2 separate regions of the Xenopus laevis genome follow, and region 2 is linked to region 1. Evidence: chromatin contacts called from public Hi-C data. All regions are on one chromosome and are shown on one strand. Each heading gives the region's core, a stretch centred on a gene start, on an enhancer-like site or on the middle of the called end of the contact. The rest is flanking DNA. Distances are from core to core; before and after follow the strand shown. Region 1 has its middle 14 kb from the start of ccdc9.S. Region 2 holds the start of LOC108700251.

The links. A called contact is a pair of places that touch in the nucleus more often than the background predicts.
Region 2: a contact with region 1 is called in a Hi-C map of the XL177 cell line, with 4 times the contacts expected there. The contact joins the promoter of LOC108700251 here to the enhancer-like site in region 1. A contact is called at or near these places in 2 of 4 Hi-C or Micro-C datasets (the XL177 cell line and the XTC cell line).

What each region holds. Positions count from the first base shown.
Region 1 is chr8S:83,499,156-83,502,434 of Xenopus_laevis_v10.1, forward strand. No RefSeq gene overlaps it. Among protein-coding and RNA genes, the nearest start is that of ccdc9.S, 14 kb to the left of the region's middle. Within about 2 kb of position 1,791, at least 1 of the 7 cell types and tissues checked has an H3K27ac peak or open chromatin away from gene starts, as enhancers often do.
Region 2 is chr8S:83,574,675-83,577,617 of Xenopus_laevis_v10.1, forward strand. LOC108700251 reads left to right here and starts at 1,275. Exons shown (of 4, transcript XM_018233281.2): 1 at 1,275-1,710.

The DNA of each region.
Region 1 (3,279 bases), core at 541-3,040:
AACACAAGATAAAAACACTCAATAGTAAAATCCAGGTCCCACTGAGACACATTCAGTTACATTGAGTAGGAGAAACAACAGCCTGCCAGAAAGCATTTCTCTCCTAAAGTGCAGGCTCTTTCTGAAAGCACATGACCAGGCAAATGACCTGAGATGACTGCCTACACACCAATATTACAACTAAAACAAATTAGGGATGCACCGAATCCAGGATTCGGTTCGGGATTCTGTCAAGATTCGGCCTTTTTCAGCAGGAATCGGATTATATGCAAATTAGGGGCGGGGAGGGAAATCTTGTGACTTTTTGTCAAAAAACAAGGAAGTAAACAATGTTTATTTGCTTATGCAAATTCGGTTCGGTATTCGGCCGAATCTTTCACAAAGGATTCAGGGGTTTGGACGAATCCAAAATTAGGGATGCACCGAATCCAGGATTCGGTTTGGGATTCGGCCTTTTTCAGAAGGATTCGGCCGACTCCTTCTGCCAGGCCTAACCAAATCCTAATTTACATATGCAAATTAGGGGCAGGAGGGAAATCGTGTGACTTTTTGTCACAAAACAAGGAAGTAAAAAATGTTTTCCGCTTCCCGCCCCTAATTTGCATATGCAAATTAGGATTTGGATTCGGTTCGGTATTCAGCCGAATCTTTCATAAAGGATTCGGGGGTTCGGCCGAATCCAAAAAAGTGGATTCGGTGCATCCCTGTCCAAAATAGTGGATTGGGTGCATCCCTAAAAAAAATACACTTTCTGGTTGAGGAATGAAATTTTATGTTGTAGAGTGAATTATTTGCAGTGCAAACAGTGTAATTTAGAAATAAAAACTACACCATAAAAATCATGACAGAATCCCTTTCACTGCTTTGGACTCTACAGCAATGACTGCTGTGCTAGAAACATTAGACTTGGAGACAGTGCAAAGACCTGATAGGCTGGAGATGCTCTATACATCAGTGCTCCAAACTATTGCTTCTTTTGTGTGGGTTAAATTGTCAGTCCCAGGGTCTAACAGCAAGGATGTGTTCCACGGGGTTAAATTGTCAGTCTCATAAGATAAAAACTGATATGTTGCTGAATGAGTTAAAAGGCATTCATTATAACATAGCAGCAATGGGTCTAATGGGTTAAATAGAAAACTGTATACATGAAATATGTATGAATATTTTTATTTATAAAGCGCTTCTTGTGTAAGCAGTATTGTACAATGCATTAATAGAGCAAACAGACCACACAATTATAGAAAATAAAGACAAACCCTAATAACATATAAATATAATCTGCAATCACAATGATAAATTAGAATTGTTTCTGATATCACGGTAAAGCAAGGGTTATATACATCATGCCTAAGGGAACCTATCATCACAAAACAACACGTGGCACAGTAACTGAGTACAGAAACTGCATAAAATCACTGACAATTTGGGGACGCTCAAAAATCAAAATCATTAGAAGGACAAGTCAGCATTATAATTAGTCTTTTTACTGAGACATATGACAGTTGCAATCTGACACATTGCTAGAAATGTAGCAGAATATTTAAAGATATATTACATAAAAAAATAAATAGTGAGAGACCTAGACTGTAACACTCTGAGCTAGAGCCCTAATACCTAACTGCTGGCAGGGCTAAGCATTTTGCACAATCCTCTAGGAAGGTGAATGGATATTGTGGTCTGTGGCAATGCTGAGTAGCAATAATGGGATCATCCTAATTAGCTCTGATTCCTGAGCAGGCTAATCTGCTGTGGAGACACGGACTCTGGTTGCGAGGCAGGGAGAGGAATTGATTGGCTAGTGGGTTGAGTACCCAAGCCAATCGATGACAGGTTAGCATTTGCATGTACACACCTGGAGGTCTGTTAGCAGGCCAATTACAAGAGTTCTACAGAGAAAGAAGAGATTTGATTGGATGCAGAATTCTTGTAGTGATAGAGATAACTCTTCAGTGGGAGAAATGGCAACAAACACACATGCATCTATCTCAGTGTGTGTGTGTGTGTGTGTGTAGACATAGACAACAAACTCAAATACAATGAATAATTTTTATTAACAAATAGCTAATATTTGTCCCTATGATAATTAAAAACATCAACTATTTTCTCTTACGGCATTAGCCCATGTGCCACTATCTCAGCTGCATTTCTCCTGCATGGAACTGAAATTATTTAACCCACTAAATACTTTTTAATATTTTTCATTCACTTTGTTTCTCTCTATGTTATTGATCTTCTAACCCTTTCAACACATCACTGTCATAAAGTTACCGTGCCCTCATGACTGATTCATTAACCCATTCCACGTGTCACTGTCCTCTAATAAGTTTAGTTCTACATAAAATCAAATATGAAACCCTTTAAAGATGTTGCTTTGTCCCTACACTTTATTCGGCATTTAACCCACTATAAATGCTGCATGGAAACAAACACTTAGCACATAAAACATGTCACTGCCATGAGGTCACCTTTCTTCTGTGATCCTATCATTTTATAATGTGTCACTGCTATTAAGTTACTTTGCTCCTATATGAGATGGAACACTAAGGGCCCTTACTCACGGGCGTTTGAAGCTGCGCTCCCCAGTTCCGGTTTTATGCGTTCAGCTGCAGGGGAGCACAGGAGTGGACGAGCTGAATTCTTTTCAATGTGGCTATACTCACACAGACGCATGTAAGCACCAAACGCAGGTTGGGACGCAGCATGTTGCATTTTACCTGTGATCGGCTGAACGCATGAAACCAGAACGCAGGCGATCGCAGCTTCAAACGCCCGTGAGTAAGGGCCCTTAATTTCTGTCACACTCTGTCATTCTGTCATGATTTCTATGATGTAGTTTTTATTTCTAAATTACACTGTTTACACTGCAAATAATTCACTCTACAATATAAAATTACATTCCTGAACCAGCAAGTGTATTATTTTAGTTGTAATATTGGTGTGTAGGCAGTCATCTCAGGTCATTTTGCCTGGTCATGTGATTTCAGAGAGAGCCAGCACTTTAGGATGGAACTGCTTTCAGGCAGGCTGTTGTTTCTCCTACTCAATGTAACTGAATGTGTCGCAGTGGGACCTGGAGGCAGCTGTTACCTTGTGTTAGGGAGCTGCTATCTGGTTACCTTCCCATTGTTCAGTTGTTCAGGCTGCTGGGGGGGGGGAAGGGAGGGGGTGATATCACACAGTACAGTAGTAAAGAATGACTGAAGTTTATCAGAGCACAAGTCACGTGACTGGGGGCAGCTGACAAAAGTCTAGCCCCATGTCATATTTCAAAATTAAATA
Region 2 (2,943 bases), core at 25-2,524, 75 kb after region 1:
ATGGAGCTGTTATCTGGTTACCTCCCCATTGTTCTTTTGTTTGGCTGCTGGGGGGGAAAAGGGAGGGGGTGATATCACTTCAACTTGCAGTACAGCAGTAAAGAGTGATTGAAGTTTATCAGAGCACAAGTCACATGACTTGGGGCAGCTGGGAAATTGACAATATGTCTAGCCCCATGTCAGATTTCAAAATTGAATATAAAAAAAAATCTCTTTGCTCTTTTGAGAAATGGATTTCAGTGCAGAATTCTGCTGGAGCAGCACTATTAACTGGTTCATTTTGAAAAAAAATTTGTTTCCCATGACAGTATCCCTTTAATTTTGAAATCTCACATGGTGCTAGACATATTGTCAGTTTCCCAGCTTCCCCAGTCATGTGACTTGTGCCTGCACTTTAGGATGGAACTACTTTCTGGCAGGCTGTTGTTTCTCCTACTCAATGTAACTGAATCAGTCTCAGTGGGACCTGGATTTTACTATTGAGCGTTGTTTTTAAATCTACCAGGCAGCTGTTATCTTGTGTTAGGGAGCTGTTATCTGGTTACCTTCCCATTGTTCTTTTGTTAGGCTGCTTGGGGGGGAGGGGTGATATCACTCCAACTTGCAGTACAGCAGTAAAGAGTGACTGAAGTCTATCAGAGCACAAGTCACATGACCGGGGGCAGCTGGGAAATTGACAAAATGTCTAGCCCCATGTCAGATTTCAAAATTAAATATAAAAAAATCTGTTTGCTCTTTTGAGAAATGGATTTCAGTGCAGAATTCTGCTGGAGCAGCACTATTAACTGATTCATTTTGGAAAAAAACATGTTTTCCCATGACAATATGCCTAATATTTAGAAAAAAAAAATTTTGTGTCAGTATCGCTTTAACGTGTCTGTCAGCTGCTTTGGCTCTTATTTAACTTGCTCTGCATTCCTTCCTCAACAAAATTAGATTTTCGGTTTCTTTTTCAGAACTGTTGCGCTTGATTTAAGCAGGGCTTGAGTGACAGCTGTAGGCTTGAAGATGGATGAATTGGTCGCAGTTGCATTGTTTCTGTGTGTTTACATGTGAGTGTGTTTACATGGGAGTGTGTTTACATGGGAGTGTACACAGGGCGGCATTGCCTTTTTCTCACTGAATGAAGGAGCAGACAAAGCCTTTATTTACCCAGTGACCAGACCTCTAAACACGCCCACACCGCTAGAGAGCCAATCAGGAGCGAGGATACGAAGACGCTCTATCCCAGTCTAGTTTCAGGGTCTGTTTATAGCACTCCCAGCAGAAAAGCCATTGCCCGCTAGTAACACAAAACCACTTTTCCGCCTGGTTGCCTGACACCTAACGCTGGGACTGCCATGCGCACTGCTGTCCCGCCACTTCATAGGAGGCTGCAGCCCCTCTCAGCTGATGAGGTACTTAATCTGAGCATGTCCCAACATGTCAAGTTGAGAAAAGGGGCGTGGTATTGGAGTGGATGACATAACGCAAGCGAGGGCGCCATTGGGTGGGGGCGTGGTTAGGCATTGGGCGGGGTTTGGTCCAAGTTGGCTGGTTGCGGCGCTGCTCTCCAGTTGGCTGAGCGCACGCTTGTATACACACACACTTACTCACACGGGTTATTCCTTCGCTGTCTGTTTTCTCAGGACTTGTACATGTGGATTAGGGGGTTCGGCGCAATTAATGTGATATCTTTGCCGAGTGCCGGCGGCCGGTGCTGTGAGCGAGGTAAGTTGCTCTTTGCTCGGGATTGGGGGGGGGGGAGTTGGGCTTTATAAAGAGAAGCTGCTTTTGCGCTACTTCCCCGGAAGCTGCCGCGGGATATGATGAGAGTTGTAGTCGCTCCGGAGCAGCTGCTAATATGTCAGTGTTGCGCAGGGCTGGGAGCGATTGTTTAGTGACAAGTGAGTTGCACATGGGGGGAGGGGAGCTGGTGTCGGTCACATGAGGACATGGGAACTTGCACTCGAGGGTTTGGGGCTTGACTGGTCAGTTATTTGCCCCTATGGACTTCATGTAGCGCTAGTTCTATGGGCTTGTCTCATACGGACTTCCCCGCGTACCCACAGCTCTTTGTAGGAGGTGCGAGACACTGTCCAGATCATACGGGGACCATAAAGGCACCATAAAGGCATGCCTCATACTGGGGCTCATACTGGGATCATAAAGGGGATCATACTGGGATAATACAGGGAGCATACGGGGGCTCATACTGGGATCATACTGAGATCATATAGGGGAGCATACTGGGATGATACTGGGGCTCATACTGGGATCATACAGGGGATCATACTGATATCATATAGGGGATCATACAAGGAGCATACTGGGATGATACTGGGGCTCATACTAGGATCATACTGCGGCTCATACAAGGAGCATACTGGGATGATACTGGGGCTCATACTGGGATCATACTGAGATCATACAGGGACTCATTCTGGGATCGTACAGGGGATCATACAGCGATTTCCATGGCCAATTAGTTACAATAGAATGGCAGAGTGGCCGCATGCTTGCAGTGTTTACTCTTTGTATAGAGACATACAGCGCTGCTCATACTCTGCTTAACCAACTGGACATAGAGCTTGCAAATCATTCCAGCTTTTAAATAGTGAGCCCAGCAAAAGTGTAGGGGTTAAGAAAGTTGTGGGGTGCATGACCCAGACACTGCAGAGGCTCCCCAGCTGGTATGAGAGCTGCAGGGAAAGACTGGACCAGAACTTGCTATACTTTGCCCATACATAGATTTGGTCCATACAGAAATGTCGTGTTTAGATGGAGAGAACTGGGTGGGGTTAACCTAAGAGCCAATTCATACTGCATGGATTTAGGATCATGAGTCGACAGGAGCCAGTCTGATTGGCTGTTGAACTGTATGGGTATTCAGAAAGAAGCCGCATTGGATACATCCAACAGCCGGTAAACATTTGGCTTTATAATGAGGGTAATTTACTGGGC